Regions from separate parts of the Mus musculus genome. Here regions 2 and 3 are each linked to region 1. The links are chromatin contacts, called in public Hi-C and promoter capture Hi-C maps. All regions are on one chromosome and are shown on one strand. The core of a region is the stretch at or near the end of the contact, and the rest is flanking DNA. Distances in the headings are between cores, read along the strand shown. Region 1 holds the start of Myg1 (melanocyte proliferating gene 1). Region 2 overlaps Csad (cysteine sulfinic acid decarboxylase). Region 3 holds the start of Spryd3 (SPRY domain containing 3).

Region 1 (4,495 bases), core at 1,449-3,948:
ACAGAACAGACAAACAAGGGCCATAGAAGTGCTGTGGTATACATGGGAAGGTTGGAAGAGAATTTTCAGAAATTGCTTTTCTCCTTTTACTCTGGTCCTACAGATTAAACTGTCATCAAGCTTGTGTAGGAAATGCTTTTATCTGTTGCCATTTTATAAGCCCCCAGGAAACACCTGATGCTTTCTTCCTCCATGGTAGGACATTCATTGCATAAGGCATGATGGTACATACCTGTAATCCCAAGACTGAGTAGGTTAAGGCAGGAGGATTGCTGTGAATTTCAGGACTGCATAGCAAGACCCTGTCTCAAAAGAAAACAGCAGCCAGGATTTGTGACATACACTTTCTTTTTTTTGTTGTTTTTTGTTCTGTTTTTTTTTTTTTTTTTCGGGACAGGGTTTCTCCGTGTAAACCTGGCTGTCCTGGAACTCACTTTGTAGAACAGGCTGGCCTTGAACTCAGAAATTCACCTGCTTCTGCCTCCGAAGCCAAGTGCTGGGATTAAAGGGGTGTGCCACCATGCCCGGTCTGTGACACACACTTTCAATCCCATCATTTAGGATGATGGCGGGAGGCAGAGGGATGATTTTTTTTGTTGTTTTTTTCGAGACAGGGTTTTTCTGTATAGCTCTGGCTGTCCTGGAACTCACTCCCAGGCTGGCCTCGAACTCAGAAATCCGCCTGCCTCTGCCTCCCGAGTGCTGGGATTAAAGGCATGAGTCACCACGCCCAGCGAGATGATCTTTAGTACATAGCCAGTTCAAGGCTGCGTGAGACCCTACCCCCAAATAGATATAGTTGAATAGGCCTGGGGACATATAGCGCAATGGTAAGGGTACTAGCTAAAATTTATTTTATGTATGCATACATACGTGTGTGCATATGCACATATATAATTGACCTACCATACTATCCATTTAAATGATTAATCCACTCGTATGTGGTGGGGCACACCTGTAATTTCAGTACTTGGTGAGTAATCTGGGTTGGAGGCCAGGCTAGGGTAAATACCAAGATCATGTCTCAAAAAAAAAAAAAAAAAAAACAACACGGGCCAGAGAAAAAGGTTCAGCAGTTACTAGCATTTAATGTGCTAGCGGAAGACACAGGCAGCTTGCAACAACCTATAACTCCAGTACCAGGAGATAATGCCTTCTGTAGCTCCTGCATGAACATGGTATGTACAGGTACACACACACACACACTATAAATATTAAAATTAAAAAAGAAAACAAACAAGGTCTGGCTGGGAGATGGCTGAGTGGGCTTGCTGCATGACCATGAGGACTTGAGTTCAAATCTCCAGCACCCACATAAAAGTTGTGGACATGGCCCAAGTACTTGTAAGCCCAATGCTGGTGGAACAGAGACAAATAGATCCTAGGAGTTCACTGGCTGGCCAGCCTAGTTGAATTGGTGAGGCTCAATAAAGACCCTGTCTCAAGGGGTAGGCAGAGAACGACAAAGCACAACAAGACGCCTCATGTTCTCCGTTGGTCTCCTCCACACATCACATATGCCTAGTGGTGGACACATGCCCACACCCCATACAAGTATGAAGGAAGAATATGGATTGTAGCATGAGACTTGAGGACATCTCCTCCAGGTTAAAACCATGTCTCTGTGGGAGGCAGATCTCAGTGAGTTTGAGGACAGCCAGGACTATGTAAAGAGCCTGTCTCAAAACAAGCAACAACGTGAAAGATGTTTCTGTTTCTCTTTGATATCTGGCGTGTTATTATCTAGATTCTGAAAGTGATGTAACGTATGTAAGTGTTTGAATGACTGAGAAGAAAGATTCCTGTTAATGATTCGGGATGAAATGGCTGTAAATAAGCTGGGCGTGGTGGCACGCACGCCTTTAATCCCGGTACTCGGGAGGCAGAGGCAGGCAGATTTCTGATTTCCAGACTGGTCTACAGAGTGAGTTCCAGGACAGCCGGGCCTATACAGAGAAACCCTGTCTGAAAAACCGTAAAAAAAAAAAGAAGAAAAGAAAATAGCCTAGATTCTATAGCCAGTCTACTTGGCGCAGCCTCCTGATTTATTTTTTGAGTGGTGTTAGGGATTGAATATGGCCTCCAGTCTGACAGTCTTTTCTGCTTATGGTTAACATTTTGTTTATTTTTACATTCCAGTGGTTAGCATACTGACAACCCTGTAGACTCTAAGTCTGTGTGTTTGTGTCCCCCACAGTTTAACGGCAGTGTTCTTAGCCCTGGGTTCTCACTAGGCTGTGACTGCTCCTTCTTTTCTTGTAGCTGTCATGGAAATGATGAGCCAGAAGATTCAGCAGCTCACAGCCCTGGGGGCAGCGCAGGCCACGGTCAAAGCCTGAGAGTGCACTGCAGAAATGAAGCAGAGTGAGGGACCCTTCTTCAAGGGGCCTGGGACTTTTTCCGGCAATGGCCTCCTGGGAAAGTGGCCTGGGAAGAGAGTGTTTTGTGTTTAATGTTAATAAATGTGACCGCTGCGCAAATGGGGTGGTCTATTCTTGCATTAAACAAGGGCCTGGTGCTGAACTGGGAGTGCCCAGGAGGTGTACTTTTGCCAAGAGCCCCCTAGCCACACGGCCTTATAGAGGTTCCAACCAGAGGTTTGGGGACCTGTAAAAAGGTTTTGCGCTAAGTAGTGCACAGTGTTGTTGCCATGGGGACGGATGGCGGGCGGAAGTGAAGCTGTGCCTGACACTTCCTCTTCCGGGTCGACCTTCCCTTGGAGGGAACTATATGGGTAGACGTTTCCTGCGTGGTATCTTAACATTGCCGCTCCGGTCAGTTCTCCAAGCCCAGCACCGCATGCTTGGCTCAGAGCAGGATCCGCCCGCTAAAAGACCTCGCAACAACCTCATGGCACCGCCCCGAATCGGGACGCACAACGGCACCTTCCACTGCGATGAAGCTCTGGCTTGCGCGTTGCTCCGCCTCCTGCCCGAGTACGCGGTACGGACCTGCGAACCTAACCCGGTCCCCTCTGATGCTGCAATGGCCTGAGAACCGCCTTCCCCGAGACGCACGCCCTGGAAACCCAACTTTAATCCTGACTCCTACCTGACAGCCCCTTCCTCTGTGCCTGCAGAACGCAGAGATTGTGCGGACTCGGGATCCTGAAAAGTTGGCTTCGTGTGACATCGTGGTGGATGTGGGCGGTGAGTACAACCCCCAGAGTCACCGTTATGATCATCACCAGAGGTGAGTTCACACTCGCTGCCTGTTCTCTTGACTTTCTTGATTTAGCTTTAGTGCTCCAATCCCACCACCCACTGCCCAAGTTCATGACAGCAAAGACCACTGCCTCCTCATCGTTGAAGTCAAGCAATTTATCGCTCTGGGAATTAAAGCTCGCTTCGAGCCTGCTCCTTGGCCTGGAACCTCCCTCAGGTCCCTCCCGCCATAACTTTTTTTCACACTGGCAGTTTTCCATTCACTTGTCCTTGCCACAAGCTGCTGGATCCTTCTAGTTCAAGGATAATCTACTGAGGTGGCCTTTTGCTTTGTTTTTATTCTACTTTAAGAGTAGGGGTGTCTTGTCTGCATTCATGTCTGTACATCAAATGCATTGGTGTCCAAGGAGGACGGAAAAAAGGTATCAGGATCCCCTGGAATTGGAGTTAAAGAAGTCATGAGACACCGCGTGGATGCAGGGAATTGAACCTGCCTCCTCTGCAAGAGCAGCCAGCTCTTTTAGCCATCTCCAGCCCCATGATGGTTAGTTATCAGTTTGATAAAATTTCGATTCTAGAATCACCTGGGAATCGGTCCGTTGAGGGGGTATCCAGATGGGGTTGGCCGTGTTTGTAGGGTGTCTTTGATTGCCCTGTAAGGCCCTGCCCACTGTGGGAGGCACTAATCCCTGGGCTGTGTGAGCGAAGGAAGATGGCCAAGCACTAGCAGCCTGCATGCACTTGTCTCTCTGCTCTTGTCTGGGTGAGATGTGACTCCCCATTCTAAGTTTCTCCCACCTTCCCCTCTGTGATGGGATGTTGTGATGTTGTGAGCTAAAATAAACATTTTTTGCCTCTGAAGTTGATTTTTGTCAGGTGTCTCATCACAGCAGCAGACATGGAAATGGGCTGTTACATGTTATATATTCCCAGTACCACTGCACTGTCCTCCCTCACCTCAGACACATAACCAGGCTCTGGTGCATGTCCCCACCTTTGCTGAAAGATAAGCGCTTCTTGTATATGTTTCTTCACTTTTCCTACGTCCAAAATCTCACAATTCCACTTTCCAATTTAGGAAAATTGGTTCCCTTCTGTTGTTTGTTTTGTTTTGTTTTGAGACATGCCTTTCTCTATCGCACTGGCTGTCTTGGAACTGCCTCTGTAGTCCAGGCTGGCCTCAGTCTCACAGAGATACGGCTGCCTTTGCCTCCTGAGTGCTGGAATTAAAGGTGTGTGCCACCACGCCTGGCATCTTTTTGTTCTTTTTAAAGTGGATACGTGAGTAAATATCATCTGTGTGGGATGTGAATAGCCTTTTCTTGTCCTCT
Region 2 (4,904 bases), core at 692-3,191, 150 kb before region 1:
CTCGTACCTGGAATCACAGCATTCAGGAAGCTACTGAGGCAGGAGAAGGTATGAAGCTAGTTAGCCTGGGCTACACAGTGAGTTAAGGATAGCTTGAGCTACAGAGTGAGACAGTTTCAAAACACTAGGGGAGGTAAGAAGATGGGGTTCTTATTTCCAGATAAAATCTGGGCCTGTCTTCCTTCCTCCTTCCTTCTTACTAGGTCTCGCTGTGTGGCTCTGGCTGGCTGGACCTCACAGAGGTTTATCTGCCTCTGCCTCTCAGTGCTGGGTTTAAAGGTGCCATGCCTGCCTGTTTTGTTTCTGATATCCCAAGGTGCTATTACATATGACTGACCCCACCCTGAGGCGTCTCTCCCACTACGATTCTGAGTAGAGACGATATCTCTCATGTACTTTCTGTTTGCTTGCTTCAAGTTCTCTATTGTTTAGTTAGAAATAAAGCTTTAAAACATACCAAAATATAATGGAAACCGCAGCTTTATTGTCCTATTTCAGAAGTATGTGATGTTGTTACACAATAAAATGGGGAAGCACAAAAGGTCTGAGAGGTTGATTTGGGAATAACCTAATATCCCGTTCCAGGGAAAACTGCTGACCTTTGGCACAGTTCCACCGACAGCCTTTTCCTATGTGATTTTTAGCCTAACTCAGATACTGTGATTCATAAACTCATATCCAGCTTTTCAATACATTGTACCATTTCTCTCATATTAATAAAAATTCTTTATAAACATAATTTTAATGAAAAATATTTCTTTTTTTCTTTTCTTTTTTTCTTTTTGAGACAGTTTCTCTGTGTAGCCCAGCTCTGTAGTCCAGGCTGGCCTCAAACTGGCTGCTTCTGTCCCCCCAATGCTGGTAGTAAAGGTGTGTGCCCCTGTGCCCAACTTAATAAAAGCATATTTCGTAAGAACATACTGTAGTGTGTTTAGACACCTTCCTGACAGCCAATACTTAGCTGGGAGAGTGAGTGTGTGGGAGCACACACAGTCAAGGCCACTGTTTCCTAGAAAGGTCGATTTTGAGAACCCAGGAGACTACGCAGAGCTTGGGTGGGGCAGAGAGCAGAAGCAGCTCACAGGTCCTGGCCCAGGAGCTCCAGCTCGCCCAGAAGGAAATCTATATCGGCCTGGGCCAGTATGGGGTTGGCCACCACCATTCGGAAGAAGTTGGCCCGGGTCCCATGGGGCTGGTAGCCAATCATCATGGTCCCCTTCTTCACCATGCGCTCCTTGAGCACAGGGGCCACCTGTGGGTAGCAGAGGGAGAGCTGAAGCAGCCGGCCCAGCTCCCTGCGCCGTCCCCACACCTCTGCGGCACACTCACTGCTCACACTCCTTTCCCACCACATGTAACCTGAGTGGCCTTCTCCGAACCCTGCTTTCTTCCTCTGTCTCCTCTCTCTAGGAAAGTTGGAGCTGGGAACCACCGAGCCAGACCTGTCTCTGATATTCAGCACTGCTACTCCCAGCCTCAATACCTTCTCCCCCCCTTAGTTCCCGGCATATTTCTGAGCTGTGCCATGTAATCTAGAGGTAACTTACCAAGCCGCCTTGAACACAAGTGTACACAGGGGACACCACCTCTGCAGTGACAGCCCCAGGAGGGCAGGGCGTTGATGTTCCTGCAGGTTACTGAGGCTGCCAGCACTAACCCATTCTTAGGAGTAAGGATATAACATATCCCCCTGCCTCTGCAAGCCTATCTGGGATGATGAGCTATTCCTGATCTGTCTTTGGCCTTAGTTCCAGCACAGACATCTGCGTGGTGCACGCTGGTGACTTCCTCTGGTAACCCCATCTCTGTTTCCTTTCTTTCCAGAAATATATTTTTCTCCCTACCTGCCCCCCATTAAAAATGAGGGTAAGGAGGTGCCTGCCATCTCAATAGGCAGGAATATGCAATACCAGGCAGAGCCAGCAGAGGGCAGAAACATACCTGCTGCTTAGTTCCTGGAACTGGGTTACCAGAGGGCAAAGACTAGACTACCTGAGACAGCCTTTGGCTGTAATCTGGACTCTCCTTCTTCCCCCGAAGGCTGGGAGGCACAAACCAGAAGCACACGTTGACGAACTCGGGCTGAGGGGAGGGATGAGGGAGGCATGAGTTGGGGAAGGAAGGGAGGGAGGAAGGAAGGAAAGAAGGGGTTGTTTCCCTGTCTTTGCTCCTGGTCCTTTATGAGGCTTCATGTCTGGAACAAGGTGGGGGCTGGGAGAGGCATTCAAAGGAGCCAGGAGTCCTACCTCCATTACCAACTCAAATCCTTCCCGCTTTTTAATCTCCTCCACCAAGTACCTGGGGGGAAAGGGTAAGAAAGCACACATGGGGGAAAGGAGGCAACAGGGAGGCGGGGGAGGCCTACAGAGGCCCCAGGAAGGCCATGGAGAGTGGAAGAGAAGGCGATCTGGGTCCTTCATGCTTACCGGGTGAGAGCAAAGGCCTGGTCGATGCGCCGCTCCAACCCCTGCCCACCCTGTGCCTTCCACATGAGCCATAGCTTCAGACAGTCCACGCGGCGGCCACACTGCACCACTTTGTCTCCGGTGTCCAGAGCCACATCGTAGAACTTGTCTTGCTGGAAGAGGTAGCTGGCCTGGGATCCATGGCAGCGCTTGAGCAGGTTCTGTGGGGAGGAAGCTATCAGCAGGTCGTCCTGAGGCGCTACGCAGCAGGGTCTCAGCTCAGTCTCCTCTCTCCTCCCTGGAGTTAGCAGCACTGAGGCAGCTGCCTGCCAACACAAGAGCTCTTCCCAAATTCCGCCCCAGATCCCTCCGACCATAAGAACAAGACAGAAATCCTTTCTGTCCCATGGAAACAATTCCCTGGGCACATGGAGCTCAACACGGGGTTAGGGTGGTCAGAGAGGTGTGGCTTCGGCTGGGAGAGCTAAGGGAGCACGTTAAGGCCCAGAACTCTCTGGTGAGACAGATAAACTAGGGTCTAGAGAAAGGAAGGCTGGGGTCTGGAACCAGGGCAGACCCACCGAGGTGTCCCGGAGAAGAAGAGCGGAGCACTGCAGCCCTGCGGCGAGAAGCTTGTGAGGGTTCCAGGCCACAGAGTCAGCCCTGGGTAAGACAAGGCAAAGCTGGGTCAGTGGCTCCTCCAATCAAGATCAAGGTCAAGGGTACCCTTCCCCTACAGCCAGGAAGAATTCCCATAATTACCCTCCCTCTAATCCAAAATCAATCATCTGTCCGTGTCCCATCTCACCCTCCCCAGGCTCCCTTGTTTGTGGCTATCCTGAGAACCAAGGGTTGGAAGGGAGGGGTTTGGGAGGGAGGCCATATGCACCTCTGGATCCCATCCAGGAGATGCCTGTGTGTCCGAGACAGCAGGACGCTCCCACCCCAGGCAGCCTGTGGAGCAGGAGGAACAGCGTGGGTCTTGGCCTCAGCGTAGCCCACCCTACCCCCGTGACCCAAGTCTCACTCACATCCACATGGAACCACAGTCCGTGTCGCTGGCAAACATCGGCAATTGCATCCAGGGGGTCAAAGGCCCCTAGCACGGTGGTACCAGAGGTGGCACTGACCAGAAATGGCACAGAGCCCTGTGGCCAAAAGGTAGAGGAAAAAGAAGCTGTGGAGTCATTGTTAGAACTGGTCAGAGGCTGTTGCTAGGCCCTGAGCTCTCTGCACGCCTTTCCCAACGCTGAGTCAGCCTCCTCTGAAGTCTGCAGGCAGCGGACGCTACATCTCAGCGGAACCTAGGTTTACCTATCTCCATGGCTTATGCTCTTTCAAAAACTTTTAATGTTGGGCTGGAACGACAGATCGACCAGCGAAGTGACTAGTTTGCAGGTATGTGGTGGACCTAAGTTCCATCCCCAGAATCTATGTAAAAAAAAAAAATAAGGTGAGGTATGGTGGTGGCACGTGCCTGTAAACCCAGCTCCAGGGAGCCAGAGATAGGCAGGCCCTGGGGCTTGCTGGACAGCCAGCCTCATCCAGCTGGTGAGCTCCAGGCCGGTGAATGAACACCTCAAAAACAAGGTGGATGACTCCTGAGTGCAACACCAGAGGTTGATATTAGGGTTCCACATGCACACCATGACATACGTACACAAACACGCAGACTCAGGAACACACATGCACATGAACACACACACCTACGAACATGAGCATGTAATATCTCCCCCCGCCCTTTTTCTTTTCTTTTTTTTCCCTCAGAGCTGAGGACCAAACCCAGGGCTCTATCGCTGAGCTAAATCCCCAACCCCAACATGTAATGTCTTACTGAAGGTCAAACACTACTGAAAAGCCCCCGTACTACAAAAGTCCATACTAACATCGGATTAGTAATTAAAAATAAAATTAAACTACTACAGAGAAAAGTCCAAGCACAGATAGGTTCACGGATGAATTCTCTCTAACATTTAAAAGGATGTACACTGCTGGGTGGAGGGAGAGGTGGCTCAGCAGCTGAAAGCACTGGAGAACCCACACACACATATAAAATAAATTTAAAGTAAATCTTGTAACAATAAAAGCATTGTCTGCTCTTCCAGGGGACCCAGGTTCAAGCTCCCGCATGACAACTCATAACTGTGTGTAAATCCAGTCTCAGAGGATCCAACACCCTCTTCTGGCTTTCCTGAGAGCCAGGCACACACATTGACACACAGATACACATACATACAGGAAAATCACACACACACACACACACACACACACACAAAAGCAAAATTAAAAACAATGAACAGGTAATACTAGCTCACAACTATCTCTTCCCCCTAAACAGAATACATAAAACCAACCAGAGCTGGAGACAGACAGCTCAGAACAAGAGCACATGCCTACCTGGGCTCCCACACCAAACGAACAAAATGCAAACAGCAACAAGAAGACACACTGTCAACTGTGTGTACACACACTGGTCAACTGTGTGTATACAGTGAAACA
Region 3 (4,483 bases), core at 63-2,562, 200 kb before region 1:
GTGGCAGGTGGTTATCTATGACTAAGAGGCAGCCAGCCTGGTCTCAAAGCAAATTTCAGAAGACAGCAAGGTTTAGACAGAGAAACCCTGTCTAAAAAAACAAAAAGAACAGGGTAAAGCAAGAGTCTATCCACAGTCAGGACTTTTAAATTTTATTTCAAGGGTAATGAAAAACTTCTAGGGAATTGTAAACAAGAAACGGTATGAATTTTTTGTTTGTTTGTTTTTCTGAGACAGGGTTTCTCTGTGTACCTCTGGCTGTCCTGCAACTTACTAGCCTTGAACTCTGGCCTGCCTCTGCCTCCTGGGTGCTAGGATTAAAGTGTGTACCCCCACCCTGCCTGAAGCCCATGCTGTTCAATTCACTGAGCCTTCTCTTCTGCCAGAACCCCAGCCCTTTTTAGTCCGCAGAGGTAAACGGATTTCTGAATTCTTCAACAGCCTGCTCTACATAGTGTGTGCCAGGGTAGACAGGGCTACACAGTGAGGCCCTGTCTCAAACAAAAGAAAAAACAACTTAGCAGATCTTAACTCCAAGTTGTAACAGAATTCAGAGGGCCGCAGCCCCTAAAGCAGCAGCAGTACCGGAGAAAAACATGGGACTCTCTCGGTATTTAGACAACCAGCAAGGCCAGTAAATGAATGAATGAATAAAATCTTCCAGAGATCCAAAAGCGGGAAAACCATGAAGAAATATTTTCTTCCTGCCTCCCAAACACCTGGCACTGTGCCCTACACACAGTAGGTGCTTAGCAATCCTGGGCTAAGCTGAGTTCGATCCCAATGTGCACATTGGGGCTCTTCTGCAGGAGCTACAGACCAGCACATGCCCCACAAGAGCAGACACCTGCGGCGCAGCACTGGGATCCCCCAGGGCCCTGGGCCAGGACTCGAACCCAGGTAGATGCCGGAGCCCCAGATCTGAAGGCATCGGATCTTCGAGAACCTGACAGCCTCAGCACCAAGCAGCTGCCGCCGCACTGGGTCCGGGCACGGCCTCAGGACCGCGGGGTCTCTCAGGTGACACCCGGGACCACCCGGCCTTAACCTGTCAATGAGGCTACGCCCCGTCGTCACAGGCCCTGGCTGCAATGGGGAGGGTGCGCGGCGAGAGGAACGCCCGTGACCGGAGCCCCTGGCCCCGCCCTGAGGCCGCAGCCGTCGCCCAGGACCCCCGCCTCGAGATCTGCAGAGACCGAGGCCTCCGGGACCCCGCCCCCGATCCCCGCCTACCGGGGCCGCCGCGTCCTCCTCATCCATAGGCCTCTCAGCTCCGCGTTGTAGCTCTTCGGCCGCCGCCACCACACACATCCGGGTCCCCGCCCTTCCTCTGCTCCGTCAGGCCCGCCCCCACCGCTAAATCTGACCAATCCGCAGCGCTTCTTGAAGATGGGCGCCCTCAGCAGCCAATCGCAGGGCACAGGCGGTGCGGAGCGCGGCCCGGTGAGCTGGGTACCTAACACTCGGCGGCGTCTGAGGAACCCTGGTGTCGGGAGGGTGGGGGAGGCGACGTGGCTGCCCGGACGCCACCTCGGACGCCTGGAGCTCAGGGAGGCGGTCAAGGGGCGGCTCCCTTGGGGCGGAGTAGGTCCCTGTGCCCGTGCGCGAGCTTCGTGTTCCCAGAGCCAGAAGTGATGCTAAAAACCTCTCTGGAATGTCCTTTTGAGCCACTTAACGGCATGGGGGGGGGGATTTTTTTTTAATGTTATCTCCTATTTTACGCGTGAGAAGCCAGAGGCTGATCTCCACAGCGGCAGCACTCGGCTGGCACCACATGCTTTCTTCTCTCCGGAGCACCCCTTTGCACCACGTTCGTTCATTCCAGGACAGGCGTTCCAGAACAGGAGAGAACATATGCAAAAGGCACAGTGGGATGAAACCCGGGTGCTCTTTGGGCTTGGGCTTGGTAGGAAAAGTTAGCTCGGGTCAGAATGTACCGGAAAGGATACTAATCTTTATCATGCACCTCCTATAAAGGGTATGATTGTCCTTGGAAGGAATTGGGATTCTTGGACGACTTCAACGTTTTGCTCTTAAGACTGAATATTCTTTCCAGAAAGACTCATCCTGTGTCAGAAACATAAACGAACATATTTGTGTCTTTCCACATCTAAATTTATTGAGTATCAAATACATCAGCAAGCGATGTCAGCTTCATTGGCGGCAATTTGCCAATTAGACCTGATTTACATTGATAATGGGCCCTTACCAAACACATGAACTTTTACTTTAATATTAATTACTAACTCTTGGGTCACAGATTACATATCCTGTGTGTACTTATGTAGGTTAACAACATGGCTAGAAAAGGGTTAAAGAAGCCACAGCATAATTCAAGAGTTCAGAGGCCTTACTAGAGACAAGAGCTGATAGAGTGCAAAGTCACTGCAGCCAGAGAACAAACCTAGCTGGGGAGCTGCTGAAGGTTCCAGCCTGGGATGCAGCCATAGCTGCAGGTCACAGGGCTGAACACCTTCAGAGGCAAAATGTGAGACTGGGTATGGATGAATACGTGGGCAACCCGTAATGCGAGTAGGTTCCATCAGCTGTGGACCCCAGTTGGGCTGAAGCCCCAGAAACAGTCAGCATTTCTCTGTTGTCCTTTGAGGCACACACAAGGTAGTTGGTAGGGACCACTGTCCCCAGAGTGTTAGACACCTTCCTCATGGGGTCCAACTGAGGGTGTTTCTTGGTCTGATTATGTTTAATACATTCTTTTTGTTGTTGTTGTTTTCAAGACAGGGTTTCTCTGTGTAGCACTGGCTGTCCTGGAACTCACTCTGTAGACCAGGCTGGTCTTGAACTCAGAAATCCCACCTGCCTCTGCCTCCCAACTGCTGGGATTAAAGGCGTGCACCATCACTTCCCGCCGTTTTTCTTGAACCTGATGACACTTAAGTGATTTTAACACGCCCACTGACTGTATAGTCTCAATCGTTTGTATTTGGATCCATTTATAGAGTGGTACCTTTCACTTTTAAAAAACAAGATTTATTTATTTATTATGTATACAGAAGAGGGCACCAGATCTCATTACAGATGGTTGTGAGCTACTATGTGGTTGCTGGGAATTGAACTCAAGACCTCTGGAAGAGCAGTTAGTGCTCTTAACCTCTGAGCCATCTCTCCAGCCCTACCTTTCACTTTTTAAATTAACTATTTACTTTAGTGCTTCGCCTGCATATATATGTGTGTGTGTGTGTGTATGTGTCTGTTTTGTATATAGGTAAATAGATAGATAGATCATATATTGATATATATAATCTATGCACCATCTGTGTGAGTTACAGACAGTGAGCTGCCCTATGGATTCATGGGACTTGAATCTGGGTCCTCTAGGAAGAACAGTCAATGTCTTTACCCGCTGAGCCATCTCTCCAGGCCACCTTTTCACTCTTAGTTATCAGTCTAGGATTCATACGTAGTGCTAGTGGTATGTATATGCAGAGTCCCACTCCAAGTAGAGCCAGATACTACTTGTACGAGTCACACAAGGCAAGACAGCCTGAAAGCCACCATTTTACACAATATAGAATAACTTAGAGCAAACACAGCCTAATCACGATTCACTCTTATGCAGTGCCTCGTTTATTTACTGTGCAATGTCAGGTGTGGTGACATGCACCTGTTTTGATAAGTATTTACTTTTTATTTACTGGAGGTAGAATGCATGCCTGACATGGCCTAAGTGGATAAAGATGAGAGAGCAGCTTCAGGAGTTGCTTCTTTCCTTCCACCAGGTGGGTCCCAGGGGTTAAACACAGGTTTGGTAACTCTGAACCATCTCGCCAGACCCAGCACTCATTCATTAAAGCCAACTGTGCATCAATGTGTTTAGACCTCAGACGAGTCCCATGTGATTCTAACTGGATACTTCTCTACAGTGCTGGGCAGGAAGACCAGGGCTGTAACTGAGTTAGTAGAGTACTTACCAGACATGGGCAAGGTCTTAGGTTCATTCCCCACAATGACAAAAAAAAAAAAAAAAAAAAAGAGAGAGAAAAGCTAATTATAGCAGTTAGGGCTGTAGCTTACTAGAATGCTCTTACTTAGCAAGCTCCAACTCAAGGCTCTGGGTTCAATTCCCAACACAGGAAAAAAACAAACAACAACAAAAACAAAACAAAACAAAAACCGAGACTAGTTCTTACCGAGTAGCTCTGGCTGCCTGGAACTCACTATGCAGACCAGGATGACTTCAAACACATAGAGATCTGTCTGCCTTTCCCTCCCAAGAGCTGAAATTAAGGGTGTGCACTATCCTCCTGTTTAAATTTTTCACTACCTCAACGGAGATCCCTACTGAGATAGCTAGGCAATTAATCTTCTGCTTCAGCTGTGTGTAATAAACCAGCCTTGTGATCCAGCTGTAGATGGCAATCGCGCTAAATTTCCAGTTGCTGGTCCACCTTCAAAAGAGCGCATCACCCACATGATCCCAGCTTTTTTGTGGGTGCCTGCTGTTTCTTCCTTCCCCATCTCC

The links. A called contact is a pair of places that touch in the nucleus more often than the background predicts. Capture Hi-C pulls out chosen DNA fragments and counts their contacts.
Region 2: a Hi-C map of embryonic stem cells shows a contact between it and region 1, with 1.6 times the contacts expected there. The contact joins the enhancer-like site here to the promoter of Myg1 in region 1. A contact is called at or near these places in 14 of 39 promoter capture datasets (the C10 cell line, cranial neural crest, embryonic stem cells and 8 more), 12 of 484 Hi-C or Micro-C datasets (the G1E-ER4 cell line, cerebellum, embryonic stem cells and 6 more), 10 of 115 datasets of contacts at active chromatin or transcription factors (the SCID.adh cell line, craniofacial prominence, embryonic limb bud and 2 more) and 4 of 9 other capture datasets (adipose tissue, embryonic stem cells, liver and 1 more).
Region 3: a contact with region 1 is called in a promoter capture Hi-C map of liver. The contact joins the promoter of Spryd3 here to the promoter of Myg1 in region 1. A contact is called at or near these places in 11 of 39 promoter capture datasets (the C10 cell line, the HPC-7 cell line, cranial neural crest and 6 more), 2 of 484 Hi-C or Micro-C datasets (the C2C12 cell line and CD4 T cells), 4 of 115 datasets of contacts at active chromatin or transcription factors (the SCID.adh cell line, embryonic stem cells, extraembryonic endoderm stem cells and 1 more) and 4 of 9 other capture datasets (adipose tissue, embryonic stem cells, liver and 1 more).

The regions. Positions count from the first base shown.
Region 1 is chr15:102,329,011-102,333,505 of GRCm38.p6, forward strand. Myg1 (melanocyte proliferating gene 1) reads left to right here and starts at 2,699. Exons shown (of 7, transcript NM_021713.2): 1 at 2,699-2,943; 2 at 3,080-3,192. The coding sequence starts at 2,731. It overlaps Pfdn5 (prefoldin 5), which reads left to right. Exons shown (of 6, transcript NM_027044.3): 6 at 2,263-2,480. The coding sequence ends at 2,339.
Region 2 is chr15:102,176,535-102,181,438 of GRCm38.p6, forward strand. It overlaps Csad (cysteine sulfinic acid decarboxylase), which reads right to left. Exons shown (of 18, transcript NM_001359126.1): 12 at 3,437-3,553; 13 at 3,295-3,359; 14 at 2,987-3,068; 15 at 2,427-2,626; 16 at 2,247-2,298; 17 at 1,993-2,082; 18 at 464-1,252. The coding sequence ends at 1,079. Among named protein-coding and RNA genes, the nearest start is that of Zfp740, 25 kb to the right of the region's middle. Within about 2 kb of position 1,942, at least 25 of the 459 cell types and tissues checked have an H3K27ac peak or open chromatin away from gene starts, as enhancers often do. A contact at or near this core is called in the SCID.adh cell line and embryonic stem cells, where this site is marked.
Region 3 is chr15:102,134,903-102,139,385 of GRCm38.p6, forward strand. It overlaps Spryd3 (SPRY domain containing 3), which reads right to left and starts at 1,313. Exons shown (of 11, transcript NM_001033277.3): 1 at 1,234-1,313. The coding sequence starts at 1,256.